Linked DNA regions of Sus scrofa: regions 1 and 2 are each linked to region 3. Evidence: chromatin contacts called from public Hi-C and promoter capture Hi-C data. All regions are on one chromosome and are shown on one strand. The core of a region is the stretch at or near the end of the contact, and the rest is flanking DNA. Distances in the headings are between cores, read along the strand shown. Region 1 holds the start of LOC110259328 (phylloquinone omega-hydroxylase CYP4F2-like). Region 2 holds the start of TMEM38A (trimeric intracellular cation channel type A). Region 3 holds the start of RAB8A (RAB8A, member RAS oncogene family).

Region 1 (3,379 bases), core at 216-2,715, 390 kb before region 3:
AGAGCACTGGGGGAATGTGTGATGTATTATCTTGCTGGCAAAACTCCTGGCATACAGTGGGTTTACTTTACGGAGAGCAGCTAACACACATAAAGAGTACCTGACACATAGTAGGTTGCTTCATGTAGAGTACCTGGCATATTGTAGATGCTCCCTGTGTGGTATGTTTGACACTCAGTGGGAATGCTAAATGTAGAAAATCTGTAATACAGTAGATAGGATTTGTGTAGAGTACCCAGCATAATGAACATTGCTCAGGGAAGGTTTATTTTATGTTGAGCACCTGATACAGAATAGGTGCACTTATGCAGGGCCCCTGGCACACTGTAGGCATAGTGTACACAGACCACCCAACACATAATAAGTATGCTTTACATACAGTACCAGCAAATAGTAGGTGTGCTTTATGTAAAACATCTGGCACTTAGTATGCATGCCTTGTGGACAGTACCCAGCAGATGGTAGCCAAGATTTATGCATCTACCTAGCACACAGTAAATTCACTTTATATAGAACACTTGGAACATAGTAGGTACCCTTCATGTAGGCATGCTTTATGTAGTTTCTGACACACTGTAGGCATGCTTTTTGAGGGAGTCAGCACAGAGTAGGCACTCTTTCCATGCAATTCTCTGCACAGAGTAGGTTCACTTTGTTCTGCGTACTGGTACACAGTAGCACAGGTACTAACTGACAGCTCTTTCCCTTCACTCTATCATTTGTGGGTCTCCTGACCCTTCCTATCTTCCTGTGGATTCCTCCTCTGTCCCTGTCTCAATGTCTCATCCAACATCTCATTTCCCGAATTTGATGGAACAGCCCATAGTAAGAGTGAGGGTGGTCAGGATTTCCTCCTCTGTCAGGACCCTGTTTTCTCTGGGCCCCTCACAGGCTTACTCTTCATGCCTCCATATGCCCTCTTCCAACTGCGCTCTTTACCCACTGACTCTGATGTGCATAATCCCCAGTCAGACTGGTTTCTCAATTCCTGTTCTCAGCAGTTATGTCTAAACCCAAGCTCTGGGTGGCCTGGAGGTAGGGATTGAACTCCTGCCAGACAGTGTGCCCTGGAAGCCAGAGGCTTTTTTTCCTCTGGCCTGATTCTGTGCCAAGAAATGGTGCATGCCACCCTTCTGGCCCATGTGTGCAGAAGAGCCCCAGAGATGTTTGTCCTGCTCATCTTGAACCTGAACATTCATAAGTTTACCTGCTGCATCCTGACCTTGGAACGGCAGGGGTGTCTGTAAACTTACAGGCTCAGAGTCACCTCTGCCTGCCCCCAACTTGCCTACCTGGGAGGTGTTGTGTTCTGAGGATCATGTGTCCAGACTGTGTGACCTGAGCTAGTTTACAGCCCTCTCTCATAAAACAGTTGGCTCCCCTTCCCCCTCTATTTGGGTAGCGGCCAGGTGGGGAGGAGGTAAAGAGGCTGCGGGGATTGGCTGGCTTAGCCTGGCCCCTGCTAACTTCCCTTAGGTCAGGGGCCAGTGGCAAAGAGTTTCCAGGAGGAAAGGAGGGAAGTTGTGTGGGACAAGGTGCTCCTGACAGAAGGTGCCAGGCTTGGAGTCAAGGGGCTGGGGGTTGTGGCCTGAGGTGAGGAAGGACGCAGTCCAAGGCAGGGTGGTTCCAGGGAATGAGCTGGCCTGGGAGGTGAGTGGACACCAGTGGTAACTACATACTATGTCTATTTCTGTCTCTATCTCTCTGTCTTTCTCTCCCTTTTCCTCTGGATTTCCCTGGGTCCCCCTCCCATCTCTGAGCACTTATCTGCCTGTCTCTGAGCCCTTTTTTTTCCATTTCCAGAACTTATCATCACCCCCCCTTCCCCCTTCTCCTCTTCTTATCTCTGCCCCAGAGTTCACCCTCAAGGCCCTTTGCTCAGTCTCAGGAACTCACTCTCCACACTCTCTGCCCTGCAGGATGCTGCAGCTGAGCGTGTCCTGGCTGGGACTGGAGACAGTGGCAGCCTCACCATGGCTGCTTCTATTGCTGGTTGGGGCTTCCTGGCTTATGTCCCGAGTCCTGGTCTGGACCTATGCTGCCTACAACTATTCTCGCCACCTCCAAAGTTTCCCACAGCCTCCAAAACGGAACTGGTTCTTGGGTCACCTGGGCCTGGTGAGTCTGCAGGGTCAGGGTGGATGGACTTCAAGAATGAATCCCAGGAGTTGGGCTGGGGTTTGGTACAGCAGAGAATGAGGGAGGCCAAAGAGCTCCCTCTTTTTTCACTCATTTATTCCTCTGCTCTACCATCCCAGGCTTTTCCCACATCCTGTCCTTTCACCCCTAGTCTGTTTCTAGGTCTATTTCCTGCCTGTTCCACACATATCTGAGGCCAGGCTGCACAGAGCCTAGTCCCCCAGCCTTTCCAGTCTCCATGATGGCCTTGAGTCCTCCTCAAGGGCAGTGTCCAGGGTGCCTTCTGCAAGCAGCCCTTTTCCTTGGGTCTTCTCATTCTGGGCTACAGCTTCCCCACAGGAATTAGCTAGCTGTCTATAGGGTCATAGCTCCCTACTCCCTCCCCATCCTGAGCACCTTCCTCTTCTCTTACTCCCCTTCCCCCTAGATGTCCCAACGGGCCCATTGCCCAATCTGGGTGAAGTTGGCCCCTCACTTCCCCTTTCAGAAGTTTCCTTAGACCTTCTGCCACCCCCTCTTACCCCCGTGGGCCTTGTGCCCCAGACCTTGACCTTGGACTTGGCCCTGCTCATGATTAAATAAATAGCTAACTGTCCAATGACTTATTGACCATCTTTCCCATTTGAGGATAGTTCTGGGGAGCAGACAGTACAGTGTCCAGTCCAGGGCTGGTGTATGGTAGGCACTCAAAATAAATGATTCATGACCTAGGTAATGAACTTGCTATCACCTCCCTCCGTCAAGGTCAAAGGAATGGGTTTCCAGCTCCTCCCATCTCCCAGTGCTGTTGAGAGAGGAGCACAGTTTTCCTTTCCTGCCTGGGAGGAGAACTACAACTTGGGAAAGGACTTACTGCAATTTTCGTGTTTGTTACTGCAAAGTTCAGAATGGGGGCATGCTGAAGCTCACTGTGAAGATTTCCTGAGACTCAGGGTCTTGAAATGGCCTCAGTGAGCCTTGTAGGCAGCAGGAAAGTTACAAATTTGCTGTTGTTCTGCCTTCCTCTCCAAGGGCTTGCCTGAGGGGACTGGTCTTGGAAGTTTTCCTCCCCCCAGCTCCTCTTGCTGTGTGACCTCAGCTGACTCACTCTCCCTCTCTGGACCAATCTCATCAAGTGCTTTGAATCCTTACCTCGGTGTCCTTGGGGAGAGGGGACTGAGTCACAAAGGTGAATATGACTTATATTCAGCTTCCCAGAGCACCTGGGAGTATTTGTCAGGCTTGAATGGGGTATTATGAG
Region 2 (3,039 bases), core at 243-2,742, 490 kb after region 3:
CACGGACGGTGTGGAGAGGGTGGTCCGAAGGTGCCAGATGCGGGGTTGAGGGTACAGGCTAGGGCTAAGAGATTCTTGGGTGATGGGCCTGAGGCTCTCGTGCTTGTGAGCAGAGGGATCTCAGGAGAGTCCGATTTCATGTCGCTGTGGCCTGGAGGGTCACAGGAGGATGGCCCATAATGAAGGCGGGGCCAGAGGGCTGGGACTCGAGGGCAGGGCCCGCGGCGTAGGAAGGGCTCAAGCTCTCGGGGGCGGGGCTACGGGTCCCCCGGATGGAGCTGCGGTCCAACGCGGCCTACTCACAGTTTAAAGTTGAGCACCGCCCCGGCGTTCATCAGCAGCGTCCTGCAGAGGGAGAATACGGTTACATGGGCCGCCCCTCACCCCGTCGGGCCCTCTGGCCCAATCTTCCGGTCCCCCTAATTACCCAAACAGCAGGATGTCCCCGATCATCGTTACGGCCGGAGTGTCCGTCAGAACAGGAAGCGGAAGCCTCTGGGAGGGAGGGGAGAGGAACACGAGCCGACCAATCTCGAAGCAGCTCTGGCAAGGGCTGAGCCAATCAAAGACCAAGGCAGTCAGGGTCCCGCCTGCTGTAGACCAAACCCCCTTCAGAAAGAGAGAGCGCCGCTCCTTGTTGGGGAGGTCCAGAGTGTAACCAAGAAAGGGCGGGGCGGGGTCCTGACGTCTCCCAGGGGCGGAGCCATCTGGGGGCAGACTTGGTTCACCAATTGCGAGCCAGTCGCGCAGGCTTGAGGGACCAGCGCGCTGGAGAACTAGAGCAGCAGCTTCTGTTGTGGGGTTGGGGTCTCGGATGGGGCTTCTGGAGAAACACGGTCCCCTGATCCTTGAACTGCATAGGGGAATGGGTCTTGACAGAGTGGGCTCTCCAGGGCATGGAGGCCCAGATTGATTGGACTCCAAAAGGGCCTCCTCCCGGGCTCCACGGGAGCCGGGATCCCACACTAGACGGGCAGTACCGGGGGCAGGGGTCCCAACTGACCGATTCCCTTGGAAGACGGGGTTCCTTGTGGAGGACAGATGTCATGACTTACAGAGGGCTGAGATCATGACAGCTTTATAGACGACAGGGGTCCTGACTGAAGGGGCCCTTTGGTGCACGGGATTATGGGGTTCACAACTGATCCGGCCCCACGAGGGACGGAGGTCCTCCTGATCTAGGGGCTCCACAGAGACGAGGGTCCTAATCGAGCCCCACGGGAACCGGTCCTTGATGATCCATCCTGCCTGTTGGGCCCTGTGCTGAGCGAATCTCGTCCCCCTACAAAGACAGCTCCCCTGCCCAACTCACACACCACAAGGACCCCTCGAAGCCCACTTCGCTGGGCTGGGGGTCGTGATGGCCGAAGGGACTGACTGTGTGACACTCGACCGACAGGGCTCCGTAGGACAGGATTGTCCCAAGACCCGCTCCGAAGCCAGCGGTAGCCCCTCCTCTCCCGCGGGGGCCGGGTTGGGGGCGGTGCCTGGCGGGCGGGGGCGGGTCCAGCAGCGGGGCGCATTCGCCGGGCCTCGGGCAGCTGGACGCACCCGGCCGGGGGCTGGGGTGCGACCCGTCAGGCGCCATGGAGCTGCTCTCGGCGCTGAGCCTGGGCGAGCTGGCGCTCAGCTTCTCGCGGGTGCCCCTCTTCCCTGTCTTCGACCTTAGCTATTTCATCGTCTCCATTATCTACCTCAAGTATGAGCCAGGTGAGCCTGGGTTGGGGGCTGGAGAGGGCTGGCATTAAAGGGACGGGGGTAAACCCTGGGGGTCTGGAGGAAGAGAAAGGCCTGGATCGTGGAGGGGAGGGGACAGCCCCAGGGCCTGGTTCGGGGGAGCAGGCAGGTGCCGGGATCGTGAGATTCTCCTATTCGGGAGCGGGAAGAGGGTAGGGACTGGAGGGAGGGCAAGGGGAGAAGCCCCTGGGATTGCGGGGCTGGGGGAAGGGAAGCTGATGCAAGCCAGAGGGAAGGAAAGTGATTGTTCAAAGGAGGGGGAGCAGGTACTGGGGAGGAAGCAAGGAGAGAAGGTCTGGGGTCCTGCTGGGTAGGGTCACGTGTGCTTGGGCAAGGGTCGTAGGTCGTGGTGAGGGCACCGGCGGGGGTTGGCGCTCTCGGCCGGGCCAGATGTCCTGGCTGCCCGGAGCCGTGACCTCCCTCCTTGCCCTTGGCGTGAGAAGCCGGAGTGGCAGCTGAGTGTCTATATAAGGGCCGGCTGTGCTGGGGGCTGTGATCAGGCTCAGAGAAAGTGACACCGGTGCCCCCTCCCTGCTGTGGCCATGGAGCCGAAGCTGTGCTAGATCTCCGAGCCCGGCGGGAATTCCTCCAGCTCTGGTCCGGATCCTTTGCACTTACTGAGTAGTACTGGCCCTAGGGCAGGGTGATTTGGGGTCAGCCTCCTCCCACCAGCTGCAGACCCTCAAGGAGAATCGCTGCGCTGGAAGACCCAGCTTCCAGGGTTGTGATGGCAGATGGCCTCCTTAAAAATGCCTTGTATTTTTATACAAGATTCAGGGAGTGGTTTTTTTCCTTTCCTAGTATTTTAATAATTTTAGCACACCAGCAAACTAGAAGGACAACAGGGTTTAGCTTTAGAAAAAAGACCCATTACCCCAAATTTTGTGAACCTCTCCCCTGTTTAAATGTAAATTACCCCTATATTCTCTTCTCAGTGGAAATAGTTTTTCTAAAAAGATGATAAAAATAGACGCTCATATATATTAAAAAAAAATCAAACTGAAAAGCCCAAAGGAAAAAAGAGATGATTACAGTTGACATGGTGGCCACCTTTCCAGACCTCTCTTCTCTGCATGTATACCTCTGTAGTTATGGATGGAAATACATGTCTTATGCAAATAGGACCATACTCTGCCTGCCAAGTGTTTTTTTTTTTTCCATTTTATTTTAGTTCATCCACATGCCAGAGCCTATTTCTTTAAAAGCTCTTCTGGAAAGCAGTTGCTTTGCAAAGCAAAATAAGCTTTATATTGCCTTAGCCTGACACGGGGCTGTATTTCCTACAGATGAATTCCTGGTGGC
Region 3 (3,466 bases), core at 772-3,271:
ATCCCTGGCCTCCCTCAGTGGGTTAAGGATCCAGTGTTGCTGTGAGCTGTGGGTGTAGGTCACAGATGTGGCTTGGATCTGGCATTGCTGTGGGTCAGATCTGGCATTGCTGTGGCTGTAGTGTAGGCCAGCGGCTACAGCTCCAACTCGACCCCCTAGCCTGAGAACCTCCATATGCCTCGGGTGCGGCCCTAAAAAAAAAAACATAAAAATAAAAAACAGGATGAGAGGGATGAAAGAAAAGTGTTGGAGATGACTTGGGTTTCACTTGGTAATTAAAGACAAGCTAGTGTGAGTAGATGACAAATTCAGTGGAGGACATGATGAATTAAAGTATCTGACAGATCCAAAAGCAGGCACCCTGAAAGCATTCGGGACATGGAGTAACAGCTGGACTATGGGTTCTCTAAGAACTGAGAATCACCAGCATGGAGATGGTAGAAGCCACGGGAGTGAGTAAGATCACCATGAAAGCAAGAACAGAGGTAGAAAGAACCAAGAGAAACACCAATATCTAAGGGAAGAGCAAAAAATCCCAAAGTAGACTGCAATGGAACCTTAGAATTAGAAGCAGCACCCTGAGAAGGTAAATAGAGGGAATAAAAGAAGCAGGCAAATAACATGGGAAGAGTACAAAGAAAAAGATCTGTGAGAGGAGGTGGTCAATAGTATCAAATGCCACAGAGGCTGAATGCAGCCAGGTGGTCATTGCCTCTGGTTGGTTGAAGCTTTTCCTAACCAGAGCCAGATTAGCCAAAGAATGTGAAGTGGGACAGTGAGGAGAGGCAGCAGTCATCTTTTGTCAAGATCCTTGGGAAGCCTCCAGGCCTGATAGCCCAGAGTGACACATGGCGGTGAGTCCACCCAAGTGATGTGGCTCATCCCTACCACGCAGAAAACTATCTGATCAAGACCTTAGCCTCTGAAGCTGTTCGGTTTGAGTTCAAAAACCAATTTATCTGGTTAAGAGCCTGGGAAAGTCATTTAACCTCTCAGTCTTGTTTTCTCACCGTAAAACTTGGTGGGGGGAAGCGTGAACACACACAATAATACCTACCTCGGTGGGTTGGGGTGTGGACAAAATATTTTATAAATTTTTTTATAAGTGCTGACAACACTGGCAGGCACAGAACCAAAAGCTCTTTAGTATTCCCTCTAATTCTCACTATCCGAACTCTCTCGGCGGGTTCCAAGGCTCCAGGGTGCAACTCAGACGGCTGACTGGGTCGCGGCGGGAGAGGCTCTGGGACAAGTCCTGGGCAACCTCTAAATAGATCCAAGGGAGCATCCTGAGGAGTCCTGCGGACCTCGGGGCGCAGCTTGTGGCTGAGGCCTGGGTGTCTCTAGGAAGATCCGCTGGCCAGCGTCAAGGCCCCGGAGCAAGTCTCGAGGGGGCCTCGTTTCGACTATGACGGTACTTCTGCTCTCCTATCTCTTCGGCTCCGCCCGGTCTGACACGGAAGCCTGCAGACCGCACCACCACCGCCACGCCACATTCCCGCGCTGGACCCGACGCTAATTGAACTTGCTCCGGCCTGGAACAGCAAGAGCCAGAGAACACCCCCACCACCCGCGTGCGCCCTCTGCTGGCACACTACGGCCTTCCCGGCGCGCTTGCGCACGCTCCCCAGACCCCGCCCCAGCTTGAGGGCGCGCGGAGCCGTTGGCCCAGCTGCCCGCCCTCCCCCTCCCATCGGGGGGCGTGGCCGCCCTAGAGTCAGAGGAAGAAGGCGGGGACACAGAGATGCCATGCCCCAGCCTTGTCCCCATTTGAAGCCCCTCGACTCCTCACCACTGGCCAATCGCAGTCCGCCCTGTCCTGAGCGCCGGCCAATGAGCGGCGCCCTCAGGCCGCTTCCGGCTCTGCGCCCTGCTCGCCCCTTCCCCACGTCTTCCTGAGACGGGCGGGGCGCGGGGGCGGGCGTCGGCCGCGGTGACGCGCGGCGGGCCAGGAGCCAATGGGGGGCGGGATCGGCGCTGATGGACTGGGCCAGGGGCCAGTGGCGAGGCGCTGGCCGCACTTCCCGTCGGGGAGAGAGTGTAATATGGCGAAGACCTACGATTACCTGTTCAAGCTGCTGCTGATCGGGGACTCGGGGGTGGGGAAGACCTGTGTCCTGTTCCGCTTCTCCGAGGACGCCTTCAACTCCACTTTCATCTCCACCATAGGTAGTGGGGCCGGGAGCGCGGAAGGCCCAGGCCGGGCTCTCACCCTGAGGGCTGGGACTGAGGGAGCTGCTGAGCGGGATGGACCCGAGATCTGAGAGGGTCGAGAAGGCCGGAGCGGGAAGGAGCAGTAGCCTGCACCGCCCTTTGGGGGTTCCTGGGCCATGGGGCGGGGGTGAGGGTCAGGTACCCAATTTGCAGATGGGAATACTGAGGCCCCAATCCTCAGCCTACTTGTCAGGGAGTGTATGTCCTGGACAGAGTCTTGGCGCCCTGTCATCTTGTTCTTGCATCGGCCCTCGAAGCAGTCTTTGGGGTCTTTGACTTATAAACGTAGAAATGTGGAGTTGTCCATGGGGAAAGGACAGTGACAGGTGACATCTAACTTTATTGAGCTTTTATTGTGTGTCAGGTGCTTTACGTGCATGATCACACTTCCTGGTCCTCTGTGTCAAGTGCTGTTATGAGTTACTTTCACAGAAGAGGCATTTGAGGCTCAGGGAGACTGTACTTGCCCAAGGTCACACAGTCTACTGGTGGCAAGGATGGTATTTGTACCCAGGTGTGTTTGACCCCCCAAACTCAAGGCTCAACCGTCCCAGAGAGATGTGAGCACTCACTCCCCAGGACAAGCATAGCTGATCCATGTCTAAGCCAGGACTCCAACCCAGACCTCTCCTGCTCTTTTATAATGGAATATTCAGGGGTTGAGCCCCCTCCCTGATCCTATTTCCCCTAGAGATGAATTTCTTCTGGAAAGAATGATGAGAGGGAGTCCAGAGACTTTCCTTGCCCAGCTTTCCATCCCACTAGAGGGTAACAGAAATGGCAAGTGACAGCTGTCTGCCCTGGGACCTGTCATCCTGAGGAGATGCCAGATAAAAGCTTCAGCTTAGAAACCAAAATCAGCCACTGCCACAGACAGCCCCAACTTCCCTATCACTAGGGCCAGGACACCAGTTGTCACTTTGCAAAACAGCCTTGCCCACAGGGCCAGCCCACACTGTGGTTGAACAGAACTGACCTGTTGCTTCTCAGTTCTGACATCCACAAAAAGTGGGAGCTGACTTCTCACCAGAAAAAAGGCCATTGCCTGCATGAAAAGGTTTGACTGGGAAGTAACACCCATCAGGCAGAGTGGCCTCTAAGCTCTGCAGCCCTGCTCTGGATGGGGAAGCAGAAGAATGGTCACCAAGCCCAGGGGTTAGAAAAAAACTAGGGAGTAGGTGTTGCTTTACCCCAGTGTATGTTATCTCCCTGAACCCCACAGTGAGCTGCTAATTCCATCCTTGCCAGCCTC

Evidence for each region. Promoter capture Hi-C pulls out the DNA fragments that hold promoters and counts their contacts. A called contact is a pair of places that touch in the nucleus more often than the background predicts.
Region 1: a contact with region 3 is called in a promoter capture Hi-C map of liver, with 6 times the contacts expected there. The contact joins the promoter of LOC110259328 here to the promoter of RAB8A in region 3. A contact is called at or near these places in 1 of 5 promoter capture datasets (liver) and 1 of 2 datasets of contacts at active chromatin or transcription factors (alveolar macrophages).
Region 2: a Hi-C map of liver shows a contact between it and region 3, with 5 times the contacts expected there. The contact joins the promoter of TMEM38A here to the promoter of RAB8A in region 3. A contact is called at or near these places in 2 of 47 Hi-C or Micro-C datasets (liver and retroperitoneal adipose tissue).

Annotation. Positions count from the first base shown.
Region 1 is chr2:61,833,773-61,837,151 of Sscrofa11.1, reverse strand. LOC110259328 (phylloquinone omega-hydroxylase CYP4F2-like) reads left to right here and starts at 1,465. Exons shown (of 13, transcript XM_021083598.1): 1 at 1,465-1,650; 2 at 1,920-2,118. The coding sequence starts at 1,634.
Region 2 is chr2:60,958,980-60,962,018 of Sscrofa11.1, reverse strand. It overlaps TMEM38A (trimeric intracellular cation channel type A), which reads left to right and starts at 1,492. Exons shown (of 6, transcript XM_021083580.1): 1 at 1,492-1,710. The coding sequence starts at 1,587. It overlaps SMIM7 (small integral membrane protein 7), which reads right to left and starts at 487. Exons shown (of 5, transcript NM_001244720.1): 1 at 428-487; 2 at 304-345. The coding sequence starts at 453.
Region 3 is chr2:61,448,906-61,452,371 of Sscrofa11.1, reverse strand. It overlaps RAB8A (RAB8A, member RAS oncogene family), which reads left to right and starts at 2,021. Exons shown (of 8, transcript NM_001243802.1): 1 at 2,021-2,169. The coding sequence starts at 2,046.